2 separate regions of the Mus musculus genome follow, and region 1 is linked to region 2. Evidence: chromatin contacts called from public Hi-C data. All regions are on one chromosome and are shown on one strand. The core of a region is the stretch at or near the end of the contact, and the rest is flanking DNA. Distances in the headings are between cores, read along the strand shown.

What was found. Hi-C and Micro-C count contacts between places; a contact is called where the count stands out from the background.
Region 1: a contact with region 2 is called in a Hi-C map of cortical neurons, with 4 times the contacts expected there. The contact joins two enhancer-like sites. A contact is called at or near these places in 8 of 484 Hi-C or Micro-C datasets (B cells, the G1E-ER4 cell line, the N1E-115 cell line and 5 more), 1 of 115 datasets of contacts at active chromatin or transcription factors (pancreatic cancer cells) and 1 of 9 other capture datasets (embryonic stem cells).

Annotation. Positions count from the first base shown.
Region 1 is chr11:75,285,714-75,292,590 of GRCm38.p6, forward strand. It overlaps a transcript of Gm35117 not described here. Among named protein-coding and RNA genes, the nearest start is that of Gm35117, 15 kb to the left of the region's middle. Within about 2 kb of position 5,373, at least 29 of the 459 cell types and tissues checked have an H3K27ac peak or open chromatin away from gene starts, as enhancers often do. A contact at or near this core is called in cortical neurons, where this site is marked.
Region 2 is chr11:74,875,542-74,882,524 of GRCm38.p6, forward strand. All of the region lies in intron 2 of Sgsm2 (small G protein signaling modulator 2), which reads right to left. Among named protein-coding and RNA genes, the nearest start is that of Mir6926, 11 kb to the left of the region's middle. Within about 2 kb of position 1,475, at least 120 of the 459 cell types and tissues checked have an H3K27ac peak or open chromatin away from gene starts, as enhancers often do. A contact at or near this core is called in cortical neurons, where this site is marked.

The DNA of each region.
Region 1 (6,877 bases), core at 4,123-6,622, 410 kb after region 2:
TTGGAACTTGCTCTGTAGACCAGGCTGGCTTGAGCTCACAGAGAGCTCTAGCCTTTTCTAAATGGATAGCCATTATAATCTAAAGCAACCTACTAAGACAGGTGTGGTAGCATATACCCATGATCCCAGCACCTGGGATACTGAAGAAGAAACCAAAGTCAGCCTGGATTATATACAGTAAGGGTCTCTCTCTGTCTCTCTCTCTTTCACACACACACACAGAGAGAGAGAGAGAGAGAGAGCCTATTATGTCGTTGGTTGCTTCTAATCATTAGAAAACCACTCTCTTAGGCTGAGTCAGAACTAGCCTAGCTGAGACACTGTCCACCCACTGTCCCAGAGCAAGGCCATCGCTGTCCCAGATTTGCCTTTGGGGGCCCTTGAAATGAAAGTCACCAGCAGGCTCCGGAAGCTGCCTCATGCTAATCAGTTGAGGTTGTGAAAATAGCCCTGCAGTGGTTCCTGGGCCTGCAGCTGGGCCAGAGCCACTAAGGGGAGTCTGGTCCTTTGGAGCAGAGTTAACAGTCATCAGTGCTTTTTTTTTTTTTTTAAATGTTCCCTGCTTTAGGCTCAGTGCTGTGCGCTACTTCTAATCCTTGCAATAGGCTGCAAGACAGGCAAGAATATCATCCCTGTTTTGCCCTCAGGCAAATTCTGAAGTCTGGCAAATGAAAGATGTGGGATTTGAACACAGACTTGTTTGGCCAAAGAATTCTCACTCTACTTCTGCCTGTGCCACCTTCCTCTCATGCACGGGGAGGGGAGGGGAGCCCACCTCCCATGCTCAGGGGCTAGGAAGTGGGGAGAAGATGGATGTCCTCAAAGCAGGGTGAGAATGAAGTAGAAGCCAGCTTCAAATCTAAACTAAGCAATGTTTTATTTCCATTTCCCTGAACATAAAGTTCAGTTACATTTGGTTTAAAAAAAAAAATCCCTACACAACTGGTTCTTGAGAAATGTCAAGTGCTACAATTCAGTGGATGTGGATGAAACAATCAAAATGTTGAACACCCCCAAACAGATACAAACCTTCATCAAAGTCTCTTCCAAAGGCTGGGTCTGAAAAGAGCGACTCATGTTCCAGCCCAGTTGGCTCCTTCTCATGTGAGCTCCGACTTCCAAAGACTGCTTGCACCAGGAGGAAATATAATAGATGTCCTTTTTAAGGGGGGTGGGGTCTGTCTGACAACCTCCCACAGTGACTGTGGATACAGCCCAGTTAGTAGAGTTCTCGCCTAGCAAGCGTGCGGCCCTGGGCTTGAGATCTAGCACCCTAAGGCATAGTGGTACATGCCCATGACCACAGCACTTGGGACGTAGAGGCAGAAGGATCAGTTCAAGGTCAGATGAGGGGTGGGGAGGCATTCCTTTAATGCCAGCATTTGAGAGGCAGAAACAGATGAATTTGTGAGTTCAAGGCCAGCCTGGTCTACAGACTGAGTTCCAAGACAGCCAAGGCTACACAGAGAAACCCTGTCTTGTCAGGAAAAAAGATAGTGGGAGAGAATTCAAGGTTATCTTGGACTGCATAAGACTTTGATTCCAAAATAAACAAAAATGGAGCATGAATGCTTGCAACTGTGGACAATATTGGGTTCATACATATTCTGTTTTGTCACCTACATACCAATTATACAAATCAGATTCAGCTGGGCCCACTGGTGCATGTTTGTTCCCAGCATCTGGGAGGTAGAGATGGGCAGAGCTCTATGACTTTAAGGCTAGCCTGGTCTACAAAGTAAGTTCTAGGACAGCCAACCCTACAGAGAGATACACTACTTCTAAATCAATCAATCAATCCATCAGTCAATCATGGGCTGGAGAGATAGCTCAGTGATCAATAGTGCCATTCTTCCAGAGGACCTGGGTTTGATTCCCAGCACCCACATGGCAGCTCACAGATGTCTGTAACTCCAATCCCAAGGGACATGACAACTTCTACTGGTCTCTTTGGTCAACAGGCATGCACGCAGCATACAATATATATATGGGTAAAATGCTATATATATAAAAATCAGATTCACAAATCAAGTACAGAAAGAGATCAACTATAATGAAACAACCATAACACATACTGTTTTAAAAGCTACCTTTCCTGTCTGACATCTGACTTCTTGCGTGACCCAGTGCCTCCACAATGAGACAAGCAGATGGTGTAGTCCCTGTGACCCAGGATTAGGCAACCACTGCCCCTGGGAAGCCATTCCTAGTAACAGGATCAAATCCCACAGTGCTCCACTGTACCCCGCCAGAGGACGTGAAGCCTCCCTTCCCCGGCTGTCTGTGCAGCACCGCCCAGATGCTTGGTGTCACTGAGTGACCATCGGAGCCCAACTGAGGAGTGCCTCAGTGCTCCTCAGGGCAGTGTGCAATTGAAACTTGCATGTGATTTCTGGAATTTGTCATTTGATATTTCCAGACTCCAGCTGACCTTGGATAACAGCACAGAGGGCAGAACTGCAGAGGAAAAGGGGCACTACTGTGACTGTTATCCCCTGCATGATTATAGAAGGGTCTGTGCTTTCTCTTACAAATCATTGCGGCCTCTCTTCACTTCCCTCCTTTGAAGTCGAAAAAAATAGATGCATCCTCACAGTACAGGATGGCAGGTACGAGGCGGGTTCCGGGACTGAGGCAGGACTCATCATGCAGCCTCTTTCCCTCAACTACACCGCCGCCCCTGCAGAGTTCCCTCTGATCAAATCAGTTTCAGGCCTGGAAAGAAACGGCCACTCAGGCTGGGGATGTGGTTCCATTAGAGGCCTGCATGCACGAAGCTCTGGATTTGATCTTCAGCACGGGCATAAGCCCAGTATGGTAGTATCTGTTTAGCATGGTGTGGAGGTATACCTATCTCTGCACAGGGAGACCAGAAGTTCAGAGTTATCCTTGCACTTACAGTAAGTTCAAAGCTAGCTTGGGCAACATGAAGTTTTGTCTTAACAAAACGAAACAAGAGGGGCCGGGGAGATGCTTCGCTGTGCTGAGTCATTTGCTGCCAAGTTTGATGACCTGAGTTTGGTCCCTTGAGCTTATGGTGGAAGGAGAGAAATGACGCTTGAACTCCACGCACATGCCACAGCCCACGCATGAATGTGTATACACACACACACTAAGTGGATAAATGTTAAAAATAAATAAATCAAAGGAATGGCCACTCAAAATCTACCATCGTTGGGAAGGGAGGGGAAAAGGCAGGCGAGGGAGATAGATAACCCTGATATGAACACGGAAAGAGCCAGTGTGCCACCAAAGCTGCCCAGTGTGCCACCAAAGCTGCCCAGTGTGCCACCAAAGCTGCCCAGTGTGCCACCAAAGCTGCCCAGACTTGATTACAGATTTGGCCAGGGACACAGGAGGCCAGCAGGAGCAGCCAGGTTCCACCTCAGAGGTGGAGCCACAAACCTGGAAATGAAACGTCTTTCCCTTTCTTCAGACCACAGCAGTGACAGCTGTCCTGCAGAGTCTGGAGGGCTGGCAGGGCTCATCCACTCTAGTGTGCCTGTGGCCAGAACAGGCCTCAGTCACAGGTGCTTTTCCAAGGTCTTAGTGTCTAATTAAGGTTAGCAGCCAAATTGGAGAGAGAAGGGTGCTGGACTTTACTCTGCTGTAAGGACTTTGGGCATTGTTCCATTCCGTGATCAAATACCACTGGCTCTGCCAACCACCATGTCAGTGGGTCTTCAGAGGTAGAAGAACTCATCCTTTTTTGAGAGGTTTGGTCTGGTCCTTGTCTAATGCAAAATGCCTGGGGCACCAGGTTAATGTCAACTCAAAGGCAAGTGCTGGTCCAGCATGTGTGGAATCCTAAGTTCAATACCCATCAGAGCCCCAAGCCCTAGAGGACAGACATGCTTTAAAAAAAAGTCATGCTTTAAAAAAATTCTGTTGAGGGGGCTGGAGAAATAGCTCAGCAGTTAAGAGCACTAGCTGCTCTTTCAGAGGACCCAGATTCCGTTCCTAACATTTTCATGGTGGCTCAAAGCTGTCTATAATTCAAGTCCTAGAGGGGAATCTGTTGCCCTCTCTGGTTTTCTCAGGCACCAAGAACACATGTGGTGCAAACATACACGCAGGCAAAACACTCATACATATGAAACATTTTTTATAAACCTGCTCGGATGTGGTGGCTCATGCCAGCGATGCTCTCAGCACTCAGATGGCAGAGGCAGGGGGATTTTGTGTTGAGCCCAGCCTGAGCTATAGAATGAGATGCTGTCTCAAAAAGAAAAAAAAAACAAAAAAAAACAAAAAACAAAAACAAATCTGTGGGCTTAATCATTCCTAGCCAGAAGGAGCTGGCTCCAGCAACAATGGATCCCTAGAGCTCTGCTTTGCCCCCTGGTCTGGAGAGCTTGCTCTAGAAAGGAATTCTCCATAGACCACATTTCTATTTTGGGGACCACTCTGGGCCTGCACATGGAAAAATGGAGAGTTGAGGTTTACATGGTCATTTTTTTTGTTGTTACAGTAATGAGAGCTTTGAAATGATCACAAAAGGAAAATAGGAAAATATGCCTCCTAAAAAGAGCCGAGGCAAATTATTATAGCAACCGAATCCTAAAAGGAATGTTCAAGTAAAAAAAAAAAAATATGGCTCATGCGAAGTTGTTATGGCAACTGACATTTAAAAGTAACAGGATTTGGGCAAGTTTCTTTCTCCACCCTCTCTGCAAAGTCTTGCAGGAACTTCATGCTAAAATTATGCTTTAATTTTAATTAGCCAAATAGGTCATAAATATAGCTTATTCCCAAATCCTTAGAATTTCTACCCTGCAAGGAGCTGAACTACTAATGAGGAAATATTTCCACAAAAACCCACTTACCATTAAGAACCCCCATCCGATATTTTTCTAATATAATTTATCAATTTAAACACATTGCATAATGTGCCACTCTGTAGCATTCCATTAAAATGATAAATAGCAATAGTGGTGAGGGGTGGGGGGCAAAAACCAGGAGATTAAACATATCCAAAGCAGTGTAGCTATATTTAAATACCTCAATCCATTGTAGAGGAAAACACACTGTTCTCATCCGCAGATACAGTCTAGACTCAGAGCAGCATATCCTTGACTGTAAGGGTATTAATAGGACAGACGAAGGGGGGCAATAAGAAATGACAGGAAACTTCAGAAGAAATAAAATTTCTATTAGGCTTTGTTATAAGATTACATCAAAGCAGTTCATATGTTTTAATCTGGGGAGGAAAAAAAGCAACTACTTGGGGTTTGCGCCTGGGGGCTGCCTCTGTGTACTGAACCAGACAGTTTGCATAATGAACAATTTTCATTCAATCAGGATCTCAGCAGAGATAGCTCCTACTCAAAGGAACCCGGCACAGGCTCATAGTTTTTATCTCCCAGCTCCACCTGCTGGAGAAACCTTGTATTGCAGGGAGAGAAAGCAGTCGGGAGGCATTGTCCTAGTGGCTGTGTACCTAAAGTTACAGACCTGACTTTAAACAGTTTCTCTCTGGAGGTTGAAAGGGGCTCTGTAAGATACCAGAGTGGATTGCTCTCAAAGACTCTCGGACTCCTGTTACAGGCAAGTAAGGTCCTAGCAGATGGTAGCATGGATCTCCGGCCCTTCTCACTGCTTTCTTGAATCAGGGATTTAGAAATTGCTATTTGCATACCAGGAGGACTGAAGTTTGGCTCCCGGTGACCAGAGGACAAGGTCATTGTTTAAAACCACCCAAACTCATTTCCGACTTGGTTGGTCAAATTTTCAAGTTTCCCAGCAGTCTAAGGATTCATAAAATAAGGCAGAGGCAGAGAAACGGAGGGTGTGTGTGTGTGTGTGTGTGTGTACCCAAAATGGAACTGCATTTTCATGCACAATAGAAAACTTAAAGACTGAACCAATCATTTTGGAAAACTGGCACAGCTGACATTGGCTAGAGGAAGGAACGGCCAGGGCGAGCCAGCTGCACCAAGACCCAGGGCTGAGGCCTAATCCGCCTTTATCCGAGGGTTTAGTGAGGCTCCCGCCGCTCACCAATCCCGGCTGGAGCCGCAGAAGAGCTCTCTTCACTTGGCTCAGTCCCAGCACAGTCGCACTATGCTCTCCCGTGGGGAGGCCGCTCCGGGAGGGGGAGCGACATCAAGCTTTGTGAAACTGTTTTCGAAAACCTGGGATGATCATTTAAATGTTTAAAATATGCACATGGTAATTCAAAACTAATTACCCTGAGCACATTTGAAACATTTATGCCATCATCTTGGATCCTGCCTACTGATTGTGCGCTGCAGCTCACTCTGGTGTTTCTATAAACTGCTTCAGCGATTTTAACTTCCAGGCTAAATCAGGCAGCCACAGGCGCTGCCTCCAGCCCTGGGTTGGTGGAGAGACCCCCATCCCTGACTTCCAGGCGAGGAGGCGGCCCGTTTCTCCAGAGAGCCGTTTGTCAGGGTCTTGTAGTTCTGGCTGCCGAATTATTGCTCTTATCCGTGTTCATAATTCTCATCTGCATTATTTAATTTAGGCTAGAATGACCTCTTTCCCTCCCGAGTCTTCCTCCCTCATTCCCATTTCCTCTTCTTCAATTCGTGGCCCCCATTTTCTGATTGGTCCAAATATATAGACAAATATCCTTGATCGTCCCACCCCACTTGGCTACATCTTCATCTGGGAGCCAATGTGGTGAGTTTTCTGGGTTTGCAAGGTGGTCAGGTCCACCAGTCATCCTAAGGTGTGTGAGAGAGGTAGACCAACATGAGCGGCGCACAGCCGCCATCACTGAGAGAGCACGTGCCCTGCAGCTCAGGCACAGGCATGCACACACCGGCAGACATGTGCACATGCGCTTTCCCCAGCAAACCCTGCTTGCAGAGTAATTAGGCCTAGGCAGTTCCTGAAGCAAATTCATTTCCCC
Region 2 (6,983 bases), core at 225-2,724:
GTCCCTGTTCCTCTAGACTCCGTTCCTGGGTAGACCCCAGAGGCCAGCAACCAATCTGTGTAGCACAAACTTTTGGATCAAGACAGCCCCTGAGAGCTGCATGTCCCAGCTTATCCTTCTCCTTAAAACTCATTTGGTTGAGGGAGATTTCAAGCATACACAAAAGTAAGGCTCTCCCATAGACCTACTGCTCAATTTAAAATAGCTAACAGGTATCAGTTGAATTTTATTTCAGCTAAACCACATGTAACTAGTTTTTATTTATTAAGATAGGTTTTTTTTTTAATTGATTGATTGAGATAAGGGTTCTCTGTGTTATCCTAGCTAGCTGTCCTGGAATTCACTCTGTGGACCAGGCTGGCTTTGAACTCAGAGAGATGCACCTGCCTCTGCCTCCTGAGTGCTGGGATTAAAGGTGTGAGCCACCATGGCCAGCTTTATTTTTGGATTATTTGAGGTAACTTTTAGACTCTTGACCCAACTAATATACATACCTTTACTGAACAACAATAACGACTTTTCCCCCTTTTTTGGAACCAGTCTTGCTGTATTACTTTGGCTAACCTAGAACTCATGTTGACCAGGATGGCCTCAAATTCACAGTAGTTCTCCTGTTTATACCTCCCCAATCTGGGTGCTAGGATTATAAGTGGATCATAATGTCCAACCCTAATATCAATTACTCGATATGATTCATTTCCTTCCCGATTGTGTGCCCAGATTTCAGATTTCCCCAGGTAGCCAGAACATGGACTCCTAGGAACCCCGGGTTATTTCTGAGGAAGGTTTCCGGCGACGGTTCGAGAACAAGGTGTCCCTGGATACCACGTTACATGCTTTGCTTACATGGCTCTTTTTGAGTTTTTTTATCTCCAGAGCCTGATCACTGAGCTAACCACCCACCCCTAGCCCCGAGGAGCTCTTCCAGTGCTGGAATTTATCTTCTGGGGACAGGCTCAGGGGAGAAAATAAACAACTAACTGGCTATGAGTTAGACATGAACAGCATGCAAACCTTGGTCCGTCTGACTCCAAAATCTCATCACTGGACCAAACCACATGACCTTGGCTAAGTTCTAGCACAGGAGGAAAGAAACCAGTTGCTTTGGACATCTGCCTTCCTTCCTTACCATAGCTGAAGAGCTACTTAACTTGTTCATTTCTGGATGGAAAGCAGAAGACAGTCTGAGAATAAGCTATTCACTGGATGCAGGAGGGAAAGAGTCCCTTTTGCTGAAAAGAGTCAGGCTAGCTAGCAACCGCCTGGAGTCTGAATCACAAAACGTGCAGAAGCATCTCTGGCTGCAGTATCTATCCCAGGTGGGATGCAACCTCCTGCAGCAGCTGCTGCTCTCCCGACTTATTAGTATCTCTTTGCCATTCCCCGAAGGAGCTCACTCGCGGCAGGGGAGATCTAACTGGCTAATGACAGCTGCTTAGCAACAGGGAGCTGGCTAATAAAGCCCTGTGTTATTCCCAGTTCCAGGCTCCACCCCCACTTCCCATTACGACTCAGCCTCAGTCTCAAGCAACCCTCAGGTCGGCCTAGGAAAGCAGCTGATTGAGAAGACAGGCTGGCCCGGCCCCACCCACAATGCAGCTGGTGTGAGACCTGCTCTTCAAAGTCAAAATCCTCTCTCAGCCACCTAAGGTTAAGTAAGATTCACAGGGCTGAGGGTAGAGCTCTAGGGTAGATGCTTGTCTAGCCTGCTTCAAGATCAAGGTTCAACCCCCAGCTACACAGACACACAGACAACAGACAGACAGACAGACAGACACACACACACACACACACACACACACACACACACACACCATACACCAAAAAAAAAAAAACCCCAGAAACAACTCTAGAGCCAGGCATGGTGGTGCACACCTTTTATTCCAGGCAGAAGCAGGCAGATCTCTGACTTTAAAGTTAGCCTAGTCTATATATTGAGTTTCAGGCCAGCCATGGATACTCAGTGGGGCCTTGTTTGTTTGTTTGTTTTAAATCCTAGTACTCAACTAGAAAGATACTGTTGTAGAGGGAGGTCAGGTTCAGAGAAACATATAGTTTCAAGGGTTGGTGCTTCAATGACCTCAAATCAGTTGATGGTAAGAGAAGAACTATGCATATAAGCACATTATTATTTCAGATGTAGGTTCAAGGCACAACTTGAGATAACTTGCTATTTGCTGCTGACTCTGAGTGCTCTGTTTATACATACTACGAGCACCTTCCTCCCACCATGGAAGGAGGTGGCAGGAGATACCAATCAATGGGGGTAAAGGCTGGGAGGTGGAAGAAATGTTGGCAAAGCCACAGAGAAAATACAAAAAAAAAGCGTTATTTGTTTCAACTAGCGATTGGACCCAGAATCTCAGATATGCTAAGCAAGTATACTCTGAGCTCCAGCCCAGCAGGAAGTCTTTTGTTTGTTTGAGATGGGGTCTCTCTGTGTAACCATAGCTGTCCTAGAATTCTCTCTGTAGACCAGGCTGGCCTTGAACTCAGAGAAGCCTGCCTGCCTCTATCTCCTGAGTGCTGGGACTAAAGGCATGTGCCACAACCACTTGGCTTTAAAATGTTTTAAATCACTTATTTAGTGTGTGTGTGTGAACATGCATGTATACCAACGTGCACATGTACAATCTACCATGTGGGGCCAGGGGCAGTGGAGGTGGTCATTTCCTTCGACCATGTGTGTTCTAGGGATACAACTTAGGTCATAAGGTTTGGCAGTAAGCAGTTTTACCCACTAAGCCATCTTCCAGTCAGGCTTGTCAGGCTTTAAACTCTTTTTTTTTTTTTTTGGTTTTTCAAGACAGGGTTTCTCTGTATAGCCCTGGCTGTCCTGGAGCTCACTTTGTAGACCAGGCTGGCCTCGAACTCAGAAATCCGCCTGCCTCTGCCTCCCGAGTGCTGGGAGTAAAGGCATGCGCCACCACGCCCGGCCTAAACTCTTTTTAAAAAAAAATTAAATTAAATGTGTGTGTGTGTTGTGCGCGCAAGCATGTATGAAGGTCAGAGGACAGCCTTGTAAGCCCAGTTCTCACCCCTTTCCTGGGGATTGAACTCACATCCTTGAGTGGCAAGTGTTTTTACCTGCGGAGCCATCTCCATACCCCTTCTTTTTAAAAAGATTATTCTTTTTAATTATGTGCATATGTGTGTGCACGCATCTGAACATGTGCATGTGACAGGCCAGAAGAGGGGGTTGGATCCCTTGGAACTGGAGCTACACGTGGTTTGTGAACCACCTGACCTGATGTGGGTGTTGGGAATAAAACTACAAGAGCAGCCAATGCTTGGGAGCTAGTGAGATGGCTCAGCGGTTAAGAGCACTGACTGCTCTCCCAGAGGTCCTGAGTTCAATTCCCAGCAACCACATAGTGGCTCACAAACATCTGTAATGAGATCCAAAGCCTTCTCTGTGTCTGAAGACAGCTGTAGTGTATTCATATTAAATAAATAAATAAATAAATAAATAAATCGAGAGAGAGAGAGAGCGCAGCCACTACGCCCAGCTCCTAAATTTTTAAAAAAAATTTTAAGGATTATTTTATTTTATGTGCATTGGTGTTTTGCCTACATGTAAGTCTGTGTGAGGGTGTCAGATCACCTGGAACTGGAGTTAAAGAAAGTTGTGAGCTGCCATGTGGGTGCTGGGAATTGAACCCAGGTCCTCTAGGAAGAGCAGCCAATACTCTTAGCCACTGAGCCATCTCTCCTACAGCAACCCTAAGCTGGGTGCTCCTTTGTCACACTGTGGACCTCAGCTCCTAAATGTGCTGTGGCAGATTTTTAATCTGTAAACTGTGAGACGTAACCTCCTGTGGGCTGCGTGAGGGATGTGACCTTGTGTGGGGTGCGTGAATGAATGTGGGAGGGTGTCACAAAACCTCTGGGAATAATAAAACATGTAATGATCAAAATTAATTCAAAAACTAAATGTTCTGGGTTGTAAGATGGCTCATAGGCAAGGGTGCTTACGCCAGCCGATCGCAGTTTGATCCCCAGGCCTCACACGGTAGAAAAAAAGAACTGACTTCCACAAGTTGCTCTCTGTCCAACCGTGATGACTGCTCTTTTTTTATTTTTCAGATTTATTTATTTATTATATGTAAGTACACTCTAGCTGTCTTCAGACACACCAGAAGAGGGCGTCAGATCTCATTACGGATGGTTGTGAGCCACCATGTGGTTGCTGGGATTTGAACTCTGGACCTTTGGAAGAGCAGTCGGGTACTTTTACTCACTAAGCCATCTCACCAACCCGTGATGACTGCTCTTGGTTGTGAACTTGACTATATCTGGGATTAACTAAAACCCAAGTGGCTAGGTACACCTGTGAGGGATTGTTTTCTTTTCTTCTCCCCCACCCCTCCACATTGTTTTCTTTTTTTTTTTTTTGGTTTGTTTTTTTCGAGACAGGGTTTCTCTGTGTAGCCCTGGCTGTCCTGGAACTCACTTTGTAGACCAGGCTGGCCTCGAACTCAGAAATCCACCTGCCTCTGCCTCCCAAGTGCTGGGATTAAAGGCATGTACACATTGGTATTTATAGACAGGGTTTCTCTGTGTAGCCTTAGCTGACCTTGAACTCATTCTGTACATTCTGTACAGCAGGCCCACTACCACCTGGCTGGAAGACTGCTGTTTAATCTAGACCTTCAGAGGTAGGAAGATCCACCTTTAATCTGAGCCACACCTTCTGGTGGCTCTATAGAGGGCATGGAAGAAGAAAGCTTTTGCTCTTTGCCTGCCTGCTCTTAGTGTCCCTGGCAAGTCCAGTCCTTCACTGACACTGGAGCCTGCTTCTTTGGGATTCTGAAGACCAGTTGAGATATCCAGCCCCATGGACCTACTAGGCTCTTGGACTTTCTGCTAATAGACAGCTATTGTTGGACATAGCCAGTAGCCACTCTAGTAAATGCCCCCATCCCTATCCTTCTATCCATCCATCCATCTTCATACTCACACACACACACACACAAATACAACCAAGCATATAAGGAATCCTGGTTGTTTCTGGTGGCATTCAGGGGTGCTGCAGCCACCATTCCACCACAGCTTTGGTTCTGAACAGCCTTGTGCACACATCATACCATACCAGCCATGCTGCCTGTGGTACTGAATTTCAGATCTAAGATTCCTTGTGTTATGAACCTCCTTGTTTGTACTGTACAATGTTTTCTGCTCTTTTTTTTTTTTTTTTTTTTTTTTTTTTTTTGTGGTTTTTCGAGACGGGGTTTCTCTGTATAGCCCTGGCTGTCCTGGAACTCACTCTATAGACCAGGCTGGCCTCGAACTCAGAAATCCACCTGCCTCTGCCTCCCGAGTGCTGGGATTAAAGGCGTGCGCCACCATGCCCGGCCCTGTTTTCTGCTCTTACAGAGACATAACAGTTTAATTACAGAAAACAAGGACTTCTTGTAATTTCTTACTTTCATTCCTCAGCATGTATCCAACTAGTATATCTCTGTGTTGTATTCTCAGAATGTTGAATTTCGTTTTTCGTAGGTCACACTTATTTATTATTTTGTGTATATGTGACGTTTGAGTGTGAGCACATGCATGTCACACACTGTGCGGGGGATCAGAGGACAACTACAGTCACTTCTCCCCTCCCACCAGGTTCTGACTGCTGAACACAGGTCATCAGCTTTACACGGCAAGACTGAGTCATCATGCCAGCTCAGGATGCTTGATTTTAAAATACGGAATCTGGGTTGCTGATGTGAATTTCATAACAAGCCACTAAATACAATGGTTGTGCTGGTCCATGCAATTAGTTCCAGCACTTGGGAGGCAGAAGCGGAAAAGAATTAGTCAGTTTGAGGCTAGTCTTCGCTGTGAGATTCAGGCCAGCGAGGGCTCCATAGTGAAGGCCTATCTCAAAAACAAACAAATAACCACCCTCCCCCACCATGCATGCACACACAAATCTCCAAAATACAAGACAGAGAGAGGAAGGGAAGCCCGGATCCAGCTGGGGAGATGGCTCCATCTGGGGTCTGCTGGCCAGCCAACCTAGCTTCATCGGTAAACTCTGGGTCCTGGTGAAGAGACCCGGTCCCCCACAAACAAGATGGGTGGCCCCGAAGAACAGCTTGATCTGAGGTGATCTCTGCCCTCCACCCACTCCTACAAACAACCACACCCACAAAAAACGCTAACACACCAATACACACAAAACCCCAGACTTCTTGGAGGCCAGGCAAAGCCTGGGCCTGAATTCCTGTGGCAACTCAATCAGGGCTGGCACTTCACACAGACTTCAGCCCCTGACACCGCTGCCTCACATCTGGGCAGCTTCTCTTGCAAACATTTTCTCTGATCCCTCGGCATTTGTGTTTGCATTCGTGACTCTTAGGAACCTCGGAGGACCAGCAGATCACGAGCCCTCCCGCTCCTGGACCCTGTTTAAAACCCCGGACACTTGAAGGCTTTGTTTTGCCTACGACAATAACTGAAATGGCTCGAAGGAAGCCTGTTCTTCTTTAGTGCGGTCTGCCCTGATGAAAGAGCTCTGAGCTTTGACAGGAGATCCACGGCCCCCAGAGGGCTGTGCGTCCCAGGCGGGTGCTTCTCACCTCAAGAGCCTGAATGTGGACTACTCAACGCTCTCCTCCTCCTGGCCTCCCGCCAGCCCTCTTCCCTTCATTTTCCCCTGGCTACCCACACACAGCACCCATGCACAAGCCGTTCTCACTATGCGCTCGGTAGCTTTCCTCAGTGGGCGCTTCGATAAAGCCCAGCACGGAGCCAGAATTCTAATATGCTTCTAGGCTAATGACACTGGGAGCTTTTTCTTTTTTCTCTCCCAGAGCATGGGTTCTATGAAAAAGAAGAGGTAAAAGCAGGCTGCAGATGGATGGATCAGGGCATTGTAGGAGAGAATGGGGAAACTCACCCAAAAGGGAGACGGACGGTGGGATTGCAAAGACAGCCTCGCCTCAGCCTTGACACCCGAAGGACAAGGATATTTTCTGCTCTTAGAC